2 separate regions of the Zea mays genome follow, and region 1 is linked to region 2. Evidence: chromatin contacts called from public Hi-C data. All regions are on one chromosome and are shown on one strand. Each heading gives the region's core, a stretch centred on a gene start, on an enhancer-like site or on the middle of the called end of the contact. The rest is flanking DNA. Distances are from core to core; before and after follow the strand shown. Region 1 holds the start of LOC100193782 (putative RING zinc finger domain superfamily protein). Region 2 has its middle 27 kb from the start of LOC112694743.

The links. A called contact is a pair of places that touch in the nucleus more often than the background predicts.
Region 1: a contact with region 2 is called in a Hi-C map of leaf, with 4 times the contacts expected there. The contact joins the promoter of LOC100193782 here to the enhancer-like site in region 2. A contact is called at or near these places in 4 of 25 Hi-C or Micro-C datasets (ear, leaf and tassel).

What each region holds. Positions count from the first base shown.
Region 1 is chr1:131,170,467-131,177,012 of Zm-B73-REFERENCE-NAM-5.0, forward strand. LOC100193782 (putative RING zinc finger domain superfamily protein) reads right to left here and starts at 2,345. Exons shown (of 9, transcript NM_001138868.1): 1 at 2,217-2,345; 2 at 1,795-1,875; 3 at 788-905; 4 at 600-694; 5 at 435-506. The coding sequence starts at 2,240. It overlaps LOC103638724, which reads left to right and starts at 5,691. Exons shown (of 6, transcript XM_035964086.1): 1 at 5,691-5,779; 2 at 5,890-6,546. The coding sequence starts at 5,897.
Region 2 is chr1:130,795,527-130,802,756 of Zm-B73-REFERENCE-NAM-5.0, forward strand. No RefSeq gene overlaps it. Among protein-coding and RNA genes, the nearest start is that of LOC112694743, 27 kb to the right of the region's middle. Within about 2 kb of position 3,170, at least 18 of the 20 cell types and tissues checked have an H3K27ac peak or open chromatin away from gene starts, as enhancers often do. A contact at or near this core is called in ear, leaf and tassel, where this site is marked.

The sequences.
Region 1 (6,546 bases), core at 1,095-3,594, 370 kb after region 2:
AGAACAGAAAAAAAAACTTGCAACAAAGATACATTAAAGTCTTGCAGTAAACAAATGGAAATTGAGCAGCACCAGAACTTGGAATGAAACAAGAAATGTATGAAATGTATCCCTAATAGCAGAGAAGAGATTAATTACATTGCAGTACTTAAATAATGTACACAATTGACCAAGTTAGTCCTCCCTCTGTTCTATATTGCAAGTTGTTCTAGCTTTTCTATCTAGATACATAGTTTTTTACTATGTTACCCAAAAATACATATATCTGGGTGCTACAAATGTCAAAATGACTTACAATTTCGAATGGAGGGACTATTAACTTGCAGATATTATCACTTGGACATGAAGTGACGTAAATATTGTGACAAATAACATATACATGGACAAAATCAATGGTTTACTGAGAAATAATAAACAGATTTTAAGGATCTAACCTGGACTATCGCTTCTTTCAGTTCAGTGTGAAGGCGCGAACCTGTATCTTTAATGCTAGAAGGTGGCCATATCTGTTAGAAAAATTAATATAGTTAAAAAATCAAAGAATTGTGAGATCCATGAAGCCAATACTTGCATGTAGACGGAGACTGGGTTCAACTTACGGGTGCAGAACAGGAGGGGCAGACGTATCCATCTGGTGCTGTTTGGGTAGGAAAACTTTGGATATGTGATATCAAGCATTTGGTGTGTACCACATCTATAGGATGCCGAAAAAATAATTACCAGTTATGCTAAATAAAGATGGGATTATAAAATTAGTGACTTCAAGCATTCTATTGACATCACATACGCAAGCAACCCAATCGTGTTGTTTCTTCAGTTCCACCTTCGAGAACAGAATTGCAAGACGAACAGTGTTGTGGCCAGTCATACTCAGAATTAACAACCCATTCAGCATAGTTCTTCACCTACAGAATATGAATTGACAGATGTTAATTTCTAGGAAAAAGTACCTTTCCTAACAGATTTGCAAATACACTAATATGCAGATAGATGTTACTAGTTCCATTACATTAAATTCTGAAATTTCTGGTGGCACAAAACAAATAGGAGCGCATAGTGTGATGCACCCATCAAAGTTGAAATGTAATACAATCAGAACCCAAGGTAAAATGCAAGCACATGCCGATCTTCTTACCTGATGGACACAGAAACTACCGAATGAATAGAATCAGGCAACATAATAGGTCAAGCTAAATACAAAAGATAATGCAAGGATTTAGGGAGCAGATCCTCAAAACCAAGGCCTGTTCGCTTGGCTTTAATCTGTATCGGCTTCTACTGCTTATACAGTGTTTTGTCTTTATGGATCAGCTGGCTTTAATTCAAAGCTAGCAGACGGAACAGCAGAATAGTTCTTGAAAGGACTTTTGGCATAATACAATATGCATCCAAAGGAGAAGCTGATATTCCAGCATAGGCACCAGCAAAACAAAAACCTTTCGCGACTAGCTTCTTGCCATGGAACCCAGATTATTCTGTTCTCCTCAGACTGTAAAGAAGTAACAGCTAGACTGTGTTCCTTTTAAGTTTCATAACATAAGTAAAGCATGTTCATTCCTATGGACAATAGACCAACAAGCTCATTGTCACTTGTGGACAAAACCAATGTAAAGTAAGGTGGATGAGATGGACAAAGTTGCAGAGGACTAGATCCAGATAACAGCATATTAAGAAGTGCCAATTCTAGACACCATAGCAGTAGTTCAATTGCTTTTCTGAGTGAACCGGTTTCCACTCTAGATGCCCTTTGTTTGCAGCACAGGCAATGATTGAAAAGTTGGGAAGTCCACTCACCACACATAGCTGATGTTCCGGGAAGCATATGCACACGCCACAGACGGGGACCTGATGGACGAAGCAGTAAACCCTCGTCGCCTGAAACAAGCACGCAAACCCATCAGCTCAAAATTGCAGCAGAAGCCACTAAAGGCGTCAACCAACGCACTCCAAATCGTAGAACACAACCAACAGTTCGACTACAATAACACGGTGGCGGGGGGTCGACGAAATGCCTCGAGCCAGCAAACCTCGACGCCCGCGGTGAACACATACAGGCCCCAAACTGGAGCTTTTCGTGCCGCCGCCGACCCACTCACCTTGCACCCCCAGATCCCGAATCAGCCCGTGTCCTGCCGGCTGACCAATACAAACACAACGAGAGAAACCGTGGGGTACGGGGCTGGGATCGGCAGATCGGCGGAGAGCGAATGTGTTACCTTTCGGCATTTGCACACGACCATCGCCGGGGGATTGGAGCAGGGTGGATCGGGCCGCAAGGAGATGGGGATTGGAGCAGGGCGAGGGCGAGGGGGCAGATCTCGTAGGGGATGGAACGGAGACAGCAGTGTGAGCAATGAAAACGGTCGGGCCACTCCCGTTTTTCACAATTTAGAGCTAGTTTGGTAATCTTATTTTTTAAGTGATTTTCATTTTTCTGAAATTAATTTATTTTCTCTTTAGAAAATTAGAATCCCTTAGTAAAATGGTGTTTCCGAAATAGCTTTTAGAGGATGTTTGGGTCGAGCGATTAAAGTTTAGTACTATATTGAATATTTGAATGGTTATCACGAGTATTAAATATAATTTAATTATAAAATTAATTATGAGATAAATTTAATTAAACCTAATTACTGCATTATTAGCAAATGTGTATTGTAACATCACATTATTGAATAAATTTAATTAAACCTAATTACTGCATTATTAGCAAATGTGTATTGTAACATCACATTATTGAATCATGAATTAATTAGGTATGGTAGATTCGTCTTATTGTTTAGTTCACATCTGTGTGATTAATCTTATAATTAGATTATATTTAATACATCTAACTAGCGTCTAAATATCTTTGTGATAGGGACTAAAGTTTAGGAAGATAAATAAATTGGGCCTTATTTCGAAAACAGCGCCTTAGAGAGTTTATACACGTGATTAGGATACCCACTATCTTCAAAGCCGAGAGGTTGCTCAACATAGACCTCTTCTTTGATTGGTCCATTGAGGAAGGCACTTTTCACGTCCATTTGGTAAAGCTTAAAGCCATGGTAAGTAGCATAGGCAAGTAATATGCGAATTGATTCAAGCCTAGCTACGGGTGCATAGATTTCACCGAAATCCAAACCTTCGACTTGTGATTATCCCTTGGCCACAAGTCGGGCTTTGTTTCTTGTCACCACACCATGCTCATCTTGCTTGTTGCGGAAGACCCACTTGGTTCCTACAACATTTTGGTTAGGACATGGAACTAAATGTCATACCCCATTCCTAGTGAAGTTGTTGAGCTCCTCTTGCATCGCCACCACCCAATCCGAATCTTGTAGTGCTTCCTCTACCATGTGTGGCTCAATAGAGGAAACAAAAGAGTAATGTTCACAAAAATGAGCAACACATGATCGAGTAGTTACCCCCTTTTGAATATCGCCGGGGATGGAGTTCACGGGGTGATCTCGTTGAATTGCTTGGTGGACTCTTGGGTGTGGCGGCCTTGGAACTTGTTCATCTTCCTCATCTTGATTATGGGCATCTCCCCCTTGATCATTGCTCTCCTCTTGATGTGGCTCAACATCTTGATTTTCTCCTTCATCATTTTGAGCTCCATCCTCATCTTGGGTTGGTGGAGATGCTTGTGTGGAGGAAGACGGTTGATCTTGTGCATGTGGTGGCTCTTCGGATTCCTTAGGACACACATCACCAATGGACATGTTCCTTAGCGCGACGCACGGAGCCTCTTAATCACCTATCTCATCAAGATCAACTTGCTCTATTTGAGAGACGTTAGTCTCATCAAACACAATGTCACAAGAAACTTCAACTAGTCCGGAGGACTTGTTAAAGACTCTATATGCCCTTGTGTTTGAATCATATCCTAGTAAAAAGCCTTCTACAGCCTTAGGAGCAAATTTAGATTTTCTACCTCTTTTAACAAGAATAAAGCATTTGCTACCAAAGACTCTAAAATATGAAACAGTGGGCTTTTTACCGGTTAGGAGTTCATATGATGTCTTCTTGAGGATTCGGTATAGATACAACCGGTTGATGGCGTAGCAGGCCGTGTTGACCGCCTCGGCCCAGAACCGATCCGAAGTCTTGTATTCATCAAGCATGGTCCTTGCCATGTCCAATAGAGTTCTATTCTTCCTCTCCACTACACCATTTTGTTGTGGTGTGTAGGGAGAAGAGAACTCATGCTTGATGCCCTCCTCCTCAAGGAAGCCTTCAATTTGAGAGTTCTTGAACTCTGTCCCGTTGTCGCTTCTAATTTTCTTGATCCTTATTCCGAACTCATTTTGAGCCCGTCTCAAGAATCCCTTTAAGGTCTCTTGGGTATGAGATTTTCCTGCAAAAAGAATATCCAAGTGAAGCGAGAATAGTCATCCACAATAACTAGACAGTACTTACTCCCACCGATGCTTATGTAAGCAATCGGGTCGAATAGGTCCATGTGTAGGAGCTCAAGTGGCCTGTCAGTCGTCATAATGTTCTTGTGTGGATAATGAACACCAACTTGCTTCCCTGCCTAACATGCGCTACAAATCCTGTCTTTCTCAAAATGAATATTTGTTAGTCCCAAAATGTGTTCTCCCTTTAGAAGCTTGTGAAGATTCTTCATTCCAACATGTACTAGTCGGCGATGCCAGAGCCAGCCCATGTTAGTCTTAGCAATTAAGCAAGTGTCGAGTTCAGCTCTATCAAAATCTACCACTACAAAATAAACCCCCCTATAGCAACGTATACCTAGCAACGTACAATTATATGCGTTGGAAGTGATTATGTTCCAACGCTTGTTATGTGTTGCAACTTATATCTGTTGAATTACAATGGTACTGGCAACATTTAACATGCGTTGCAAATTGTATGCGTAGAGTAAATACGATCATAGCAACGATTACCATGTGTTGCAGCCGTATGCGTAGAGTAACTAGAATGCTTGTAACGTTTATATGCGTTGCAAACCGTATCTGTAGATTAATTTTGGTACTTTAGCAATTTTGCAATTGTGCCTTTTATTTTTAACTAAAGCATTGTAGTTGGGGATGCTAAATTGCGCAAAAAATGTGTAAAGTGGGGGGAATTGATAACAATACAAAGTCTTTTAGTCCACGTTGTATCGTTTTATTTATTAAAATATTTATTTTATCTTATTGTCATTGTGTTTCACTTATTAAAACATTTGTCATATCTCTAATTATTTGCAAAAAACATGCAAAAAACATGTCTTTAAGAGAAATCGAACTCACAACCTTCACCTTCCACCAAAGTAATACTCACTAACCAAATGGACCTTATTGATGTGTACGTTTAGTTGTGACACTCAATTTTTGTTATAGAATTCTGCGAAACGCTAAATCTCTCTAAATCTCTACAAGCAAGCCGATCTCCTGATTGATGTACGTGTGCCCACCGCCGCCCGAGGTCCGCCCTCAGTCTGCGCGCCAAACGGCCATGCCCGAGCACCTGCCTACCTCCACGACTCCACCCACGCCAACGTCCTCGCTGGCCGCAGCCCCTAGGTCTTCCCACGGCCGCCGCCGAAGCACCTGCACGCCCTCGCGGGCCGCCGTCCCCAGGTAGGTCGACGCCCAAGCAGCTGCCGCCACCACCCACGCCGACGCCCCCGCTGGCCGCTGTCCACGCGCACGCCCCCACCTTTAGAAGGATACAGTGGACAGCGAGAGGAGAGGAGGAATAGGATCGCGACCTCGATGGTGCGCGCAACGAAGACGTGATCCCCTACGACTTCATTAAGGCCTACTCTGTCCATGTGAAGCGTTCTGGCAAGGTACCCGCTTGTTCCTCCCTCTCACTTCCCACCTTGTTCCGTCATATGTAATAGCTACTACGACAACATTGAGGATTTCATTGTCATCGTGATTAACATTTTTTACCCAGTGTTGGAATGGATATTGGATTGGTCAAGCGTCTTTTACGTTATCCTAAAGGTTCTGATCCATACATAGCTGGTGTAGAGAAGTTCCTTGAATTTGCATTTAAAGATAAAGCTGAAGGCATCAAGATTTATTGCCCATGTCAGACATGTGTGCACACTACTATTCAGACAAGAGATGAGATGTATGGGCATTTGGTGTGCAATGGGATACTTGAGAATTATGATGAATGGAATTTTCATGGTGATAATTCAGTGCAACACACAAGTAGTTCGGAACCAAATTCACATATTGATGAAAGGCATGTTGATGTCGACCAACTGATTCAAGATGCCCTTGGACATCTGTATGATGGCACACCTATGACTGAAGGTCAAGAATCGGCCCAGGGACCCAATATTGAAGCACAACAGTTTTATACACAACTTGAAGATTCGAAAAGGCCTTTATGGATAGGCTGTGAGCTCACTCAACTAACTTTATTTGTGCTTCTGTTTAATATCAAATCCATCAACAAATGGTCTGATAAATCTTTTGGTGATCTACTTGAGGTTCTGCATATGGCAATCCCTAATGGAAATGAGCTACCAAAGAACTTTTATGCAACTAAGAAAATAATCTCTAAATTTGGACTTGGATACGAAAATATTGATGCCTGCCC
Region 2 (7,230 bases), core at 1,920-4,419:
TCAGCAATGTGATTTTCTTGCTTCGTACTTTTGACTATGATATCATCGACATATGTCAAAACATTCCTGCCAAATTGAGTGCAGAGAACTTTGGAAGTCATCCTGCTGAAGCATCCTCCAGCATTCTTGAGCCCCTCAGACATCCAAAGATAGCAATAAATTCCACTAGGGGTTATGAAGCTTGTTTTGGGCTCATCTTCTTTCTTCATCCAAATCTGATGATAGCCTGAGTAACACCCCAGCAGACTCATAAGCTCCAAAGTGGCTGCCGCATCTTTGAGGGAGTCCATTCTTGGCAAAGGAAATTCATCCTTTGGACATGCCTTGTTGAGATCTATGAAGTCGATGCACATTCTCCGCTTTCCATTGTCCTTCTTCGCCATCACAGTGTCGGCTAGCCATTCTGGGTATGTCACCTCTCTGATCTCCCCAGCACTAAGGAGTCTTTTAACTTTGTTTCTTGCACCTTCGGCTTTGTCATCTGACATCTTTCAAAGCTTCTGAGCCAAAGAAAGGAAAATTCCTTGGATGTCTAGTATCAACAAAGGGGATTGAAGCTAACCCAAAGAAAATAGAAGCTATACTTCGGATGGAATCACCAAAGTCAAGAAAAGGTGCTCAAAGATTGACAAGCAGGCTGGCATCATTGAATAGGTTTATTTCTTCGGGGTTCTTTGTGATGGTTTTGCATAAACATGGATGGCAGGTTAATATTAATAAAACAGAGGGGCTCTTCTACAAGTTTTCCAGGCCGAAAGGGTATCGATAGTTTTGAGCCGTCCGATCACAGCCGGTCGGCTCAGATTAGATTCTGGGTGAAGTGAACCGGTACGCAGTCGCGGCCATTGGATCAACGATCAACGGTCCACGTTTAATGAAATGTGATCTACTCTACATCGTTCATTACCCGATCGACGCCAGGATTCCCCGGCAGCGAAGGGGTATTCCTTGCCAGATCAGGACCGTTCCTCCGCGGATTAACGACTGATCTACTGTCTTCCCCAGCCCAAAGCCAAACCCGATGGCACAGCGTCCCACGATGGCGAACCTCGCTGGAGACCGGTGGTTCAGCCAAAAACGCGACCACGTCGGATCTTGACAGATCCCAAACATAGCTCGGTGTATGGCAAATCGAGTGGACCTTTTAACACGCGAGCGGACAACTACAGATTCCAGTTTACAGAGATAAGCGAAAATCGACGGCGGCACAACTCCGTCAAGCAATTCCAGTCTATTAGCTGGATGAACAGGCCTGATTCGACGGTGCACGGTCGGAGGAAGGAGATTGTAATACCCCAACTTGTGGAATATAAAAGAGAGGGATAAATCATTATGTGTACTACCTTCTATTCATGAGAATTATTAAGGAACAGATTTAAAGTGAATAATTCTCTAACAAAACATAAATAACCCCTACATCATGCTGGAGTTTATTTGTTTGTGCATTTAAAAATAATAATAATGATAATAATAGTAATAAAAATAGAATAATGTTCAAATTTGGATTAACACCAAATTGAAATTAGGATTTAAAAATGAAAATAACATAGAAAGAAAACAGAGGAAAAAGGGAAATAATATACAACATGAAGGAGAATTTATATATAAATAGGGATATTGTAGCACCTCAAAATCTTACTTTGAGAATTTAGTAAAACTCTCCAAAGGTGTTCAAATTAGAATACCTTTTAATTAAAAGTCTCTTACTTTTAAAATCTACATCTCCTAAAATAATTATGTTTCATAACAAAAGGTTAAGAAAGGACCTTGTATATCTTTTGTTGATTAATATATTTAAACATACCCTTAAAAATAAATAATTTAAACTATTCCTTAATAGAGATTTTACATTAGGAATTATATTAATAAAATGTTTTCATGACATATTTTGAACATTTTCCTAAATAAATAAACTCAAATAAAATGTTACTTTGCATACATGCTGGGTTTACATGATTTTACATTTGAGATAATATTTGAAACCCAAAATTGATTTGAATTCATGATTTAAAATTGAACCAGTAAAGGAATAGAAAGGAAAATGGAAACATAATTTTAAAAAAACACCTCTACTCGACTTGGGCTGGTTCCTCCTCTGGCTCGGCCCAGCCTCGGCTTTCCTCCCCCAGCCAGCCCACCCGAGCCAGCCTATCTCCCACAAAGCGCTGCTCCACGGGACTCGTTGACCTGGGACTCCATCGCGCACATGTGCGGTCTTTACTCCACAGCCGTGTGGGACCTCGGAGTCAGATTCGTCCCCTCCGTCAACCTCCTAACCGAACGTGTGTAACTTGTCGCGTTTGTCAAAACGACTAATCGGGGCAACCTCGAACTCCTGCCCGGTGAATAAATACCATGCCACGGGCTCCTCCTCGACCAACTCATGCACCAGCACCACCATTGTAGGTTCATTGCAACCGAAATGCGCTGATCCCGGGCAGATCCACTCCTCTCGATCCGACGAGCTCGCGCCCAACCTCCTTTGGCCTGAGGTTTAAAACTGCTCCCTCCCCTCGTCCATCCTTCCGATGCACGTCAAAGCCGCTGATTAAGCCCACCGTCGAACCATCGATGGGGTGCAGGGGAGGGCAGTGTCTGCCATTGGCGACTTCTGTCTAAACCACTATGTAGGGCTCTAGGATTGATCATGGTGAAGCGCCATATGTCGAGGATCACGTGTGTCACGGTGGCAAGCAGGATGGGTGGTCGGAGCTAGAGCAATTGCTCGATGGAGCAATTGGCGCCGTCGTGGATCGCACCGCACCGTGGCTGAGGGCCACCCCAACTTCACCCACTGGTAAGCCACATCGATCCAGACTGCTTGGATTCCTGCCTTGCGTTGCACCGACCTCGAGAGGAAATGGGGTAGTGGAGCGCGGTGGCGGGATCACACCGTTGAATCCGTCGCGGTGGAGCTACGGGCGCCACCCAGCGTTGTCCTTTGAGAAAGAAGATGTCCTACGTCCTAGGGTCGTTGATGAACGAATCAATGGAGTCGATTAGATCAGGTTTAATAAAAGTGTGGGCAGTTGAAACCCAGATGAGCGCATGATATCACATCTATCATACCCTTGGATCTGGTGATTGAGATTGCATGCCGATTCGGACTCTATTGTCAGCCCTTGGATCGCGATCTGGTGAACCAGAGCGCTTCACGGACATAGCAGCACGGTAGTCTTCCATATGAGCACCTCGGCTTTTACAAAATCAACCCGCAGTCCTTACACATATACGAATTATCGCAAAACATTCCTGAATTTTAGAATTCAGACCCTAGACTTCCTAGGAATAGCACCGGCCATCCACAAGCTACCTAAAAATACGAAATAAATATAGAAATACAATTTTAATATGGAAAAGATTCCATAAGCTTATTTAATTCATAACTTATGCATTTTAGCTCCGATTTGATCCACCTAAATCGCGCTAGCTTCGTAATAAAATTGACTACACAATAACAACACTATTCGTAACATATCATGAACCTTTATCAATAGATATATATTTAACTGGTGTTTAATAGATTATCTTACTAATCAAAGATAATATGTCTATAATTATTATTTGACAAGAAAGGTGATCTGTAGATTAAAGTTATAACTTAGATTAAAGTTAAAATGACTTATTTCTTTAGAATATCTTTATTACATGAATTATAACCAATATAGAATATAGTTTCGTACTTAACCACATAGAACTTCCAAAAACTATACTTTTTTACCATAACTCCAAATTTAGTCGTTTTAGAACATACGTTCTCGTAGCCGCACGTAGAATATTCTCACGCTGTTTGTTCTCATGTTTGGTGTAATTTTATTTTTATGTACTCCTTGTCTATTTGTATGTATGCTACGCATAGGAGTGAGGTCACGAGATATCTGAAGACCAACTTGGTGAAGTACCTAGAGATCTTGAGTCTAAGGCAAGTTGTGCCCTTAATCACTCCTTTTTACCTAATAATGTTGTTGGTCACTTGTTCTCAAATGCTATAAATCAAGAACAAGGCAACACAATTGTTAATGGTTAAAGACCTTCGTCCTTCGAAGCATTATTTCCTCTCGGATATAACGATCTTCACACGAAGGTCATGACGAACATCCTTCATCATTTCATCATATAAATATAAATAAGAAAGTAAAGGAATACATATAATAACAATTATTTATCAATAATATATTTATTTTTGTATTCCATAAACATGAATAAACATCAATAATATTCATGTTACATTGGTACCTTCGGCTTGGCGGAAGGTGAGGGTGCGAGAATGACGCGAGAGTGGTTATAATCCAGCGTGAGCAATACGATGTTACTGTTCATCTATTTATAGGCACGGGACGCAGCCCAGATAAAAGTACATTTATGTCCCTAGAAACTATCTATAATCTTAACATGAATTGTTAAGGACTGTATGGTCTTTATCCTCTTTCAGTCATCATCATACATGAGCTTCGTCAACATGTCCAGCCGAAGTCCATTGGCTTCCAGCTTCGTCGTCCATTCTTTATTTCCCTTCGTTCTGTCATAAGAGAAGTCCTCCATCCCAAAGTCGAAGCTTCTTGTAACTATTCATAATCATGCTAAAAACATATGGTTAGTCACGTTTTTTAGGACCTTTGGAAGAGGAAGACCTCCAACAGTAGCCCCTCGCAGTATTAACTTGTTTCTTTGTAACAAATTTAGACTGCGACGTGAACGCATGCCTTTAGCCGAAGGTCTGAAAAAACACCTTCCCTTCGCTAGAATAGCGAACGACACTGACATGCCGGACCCACCAAATCGTGGGGCGCTAGGCATATAAATAGGAGGTCGTATTGAAAGCATTTCTTGTGCCATTTTAATGCTTACACTGTGCTCGCCATTTTAAACTTTCTTGCTTTGTCGAGTTTTGATCGGATTTTAAGCTTCGGCATTTCAACAAGCTTTGATTTGATGGCTGGCGAGAAGAAGACTATCGACCCAGTGATGTCCAAGTTTTACGAAGCTATGGAAAGAACCAATGCAGAAAAGATTGCACATGAGACACTAGCTGGGATATCTAAGGGTTCCAGTGATAGTGAAGACTTTGGTGTACAAAGTGCGAATGAGGGTGCCGAAGATCGGTATTGGAGACCAAGCCATGTTGTCTTCAAGAAATCAACCATCGAACAAGGACAAATTGATGCAATGAGGGAAGGTACTTCTGTGACATTTCTATTGTGAGGGCTGGAGGGGAGAATTATGTCCCTCTGCCCGAAGCTGACGAGGTGGTCGTTTATAGAAGCTTCATGAAAGCAGGGCTTCGGTTCCCTCTGGATAAGATGTTGGTCGAAGTCCTGAAAACTTTCGAAATTTATCTTCATCAGCTTACTCCCGAAGCTATCATCAAGATGGGGTTCTTTATTTGGGCCATGAGGAGCCAAGGGTTAGAACCAAATGCAAAATGCTTCTGCAACATGCATGAATTGTCTTATGAGATGAAGGCCACCGAAAAAGAGCAATATCATAACAACTTCGGTTGCTACAACTTCGTAACCTGCTCTGAGGTGAGCAACCTAGTTCCAACATTTCGCAAGAGATGACCGGGGGCCTGGATGCAGGAGTGGTTCTATGTGAAAAATGATCTGGTTGAAAGGGAAGACATCAAGGGGGTTATCCAACGTGCTTTATGGTCTCACTTCGGCATTAGGAGGCCATCCCTTGCCCTTGGGAATGACATACAAGCATGCCAAGCTGATTTTAACACACTATGCACTTACATAGGTTCCATGGACTTAGTTCAATAACACATTGCTTACAAAGTGTGGCCACTCAGAAGTGGGTGGGAGATGCTGAAGGAGGCTGCTGCTCGGTCTAGCCAAGGTGGCTTAATTTACTTGAAGTATACGTTCAAATACATGAACCAATTTGATGAGCCAAACGACGATAGGCTAGATGCCATTGAAGCAACCAGTGATGAATTGCTTGGTGCTTATTCAAGGGCCGAAGATGATGCTATGACAGCGGCCTTCGGGGGTCGAGGCAAAAAGAGGCTGAATAGGGTTTTTGATGTCATCGGGTTCGTATACCTAGATTACTGTTATCCTTCGCGAAAGCAAGGAAAGAAAAGAAAAGCTGCCACTTCAGCGATCTCTAATATGCTGAAGCCGAAAAAAGTTAAGGTTTTAACACATTGCCCCAAGCGCGCTGAAACGACCGAAGTGCCGAAGCCTATTGAGGAGTCTACTTCTGCACGTGAGCCCGGCCACTCTACACCCGTCGAAACCAGATCAGAACCGGCCGAAGAGCTAGGACTAAGGAAATCGGTAGAGCAATCGAAGGCTTTGAGTCTGTTGCATGAGACGGAGCTACCGAAGGTATCAAAGATTGCTGCAATAACTCCGAAGAGGAGGAGGATGGCCAGCGTACTAGACGCTGTTATCGAATCTGTAAAGCTGTCGACTCCTGCCTCAGCACCTGATGCAGAGGGTGAAGCCCTAAAGAAATCTAGCGAAGCTAGCATGGCGCAGGCTACTGTTGAAGCTGAACCGTCAGTCCCTGCTGAAGCAAGATCTTTGGAGGCTACTGAAGAAGGTACTGAAACAAGACTTTCGGAGGCTGCCGGAGCACCATTGATGTTGGAAAAAGAAGGTGTTGCTGAAGAATCTGAATCTCCTGCCCTCGGAGCGCATACCGAGGAATTGGAATTCATAGTGCGACATGCTTCAGGGAAAAAATTATCGAAGGAGCAAATTGCCGAAGCGTAGCATTATGTCAGGGATCTGAAGTACCCTCGAGGGTCCTTGGTGTATAGTGTCAATGACGAAGATTACTTCCTTTGTTGTCTGCCAGACAATAAGAAGATTCATGTCTGCCGAGAGATGGCAGACAATGTAGGACACCCGAAGCTTGAACTCGGCTTATTTGCAATGATGAAGGACCAAGTCACAGATAGCCTTGCCTATAACAGTCTGAAGGTGAGAATATTTTAACTTGTTGCAAAACAAATTATTTTTGTAGCTTTTCTTATCATCATGTGCTCATCCTTTGTTTTTGTAGGGTTTAATTCTGAGCAAGGCTTTAAAGGCCCAGAAGAACGCCGAAGAAGAAAATTGCCAATTAGCTCTTGGAAATCATCGATCAGAGATTATCACACTAAGGAATGAAGCACTTGAGAAATACAAAATAATGTTCTCCTTAGTGAACAAACTTAAAACTTGCGAATCCAAACTTAGTGCCCACGACGAAGCCCACAGAGCTGAAGTCGAAGAT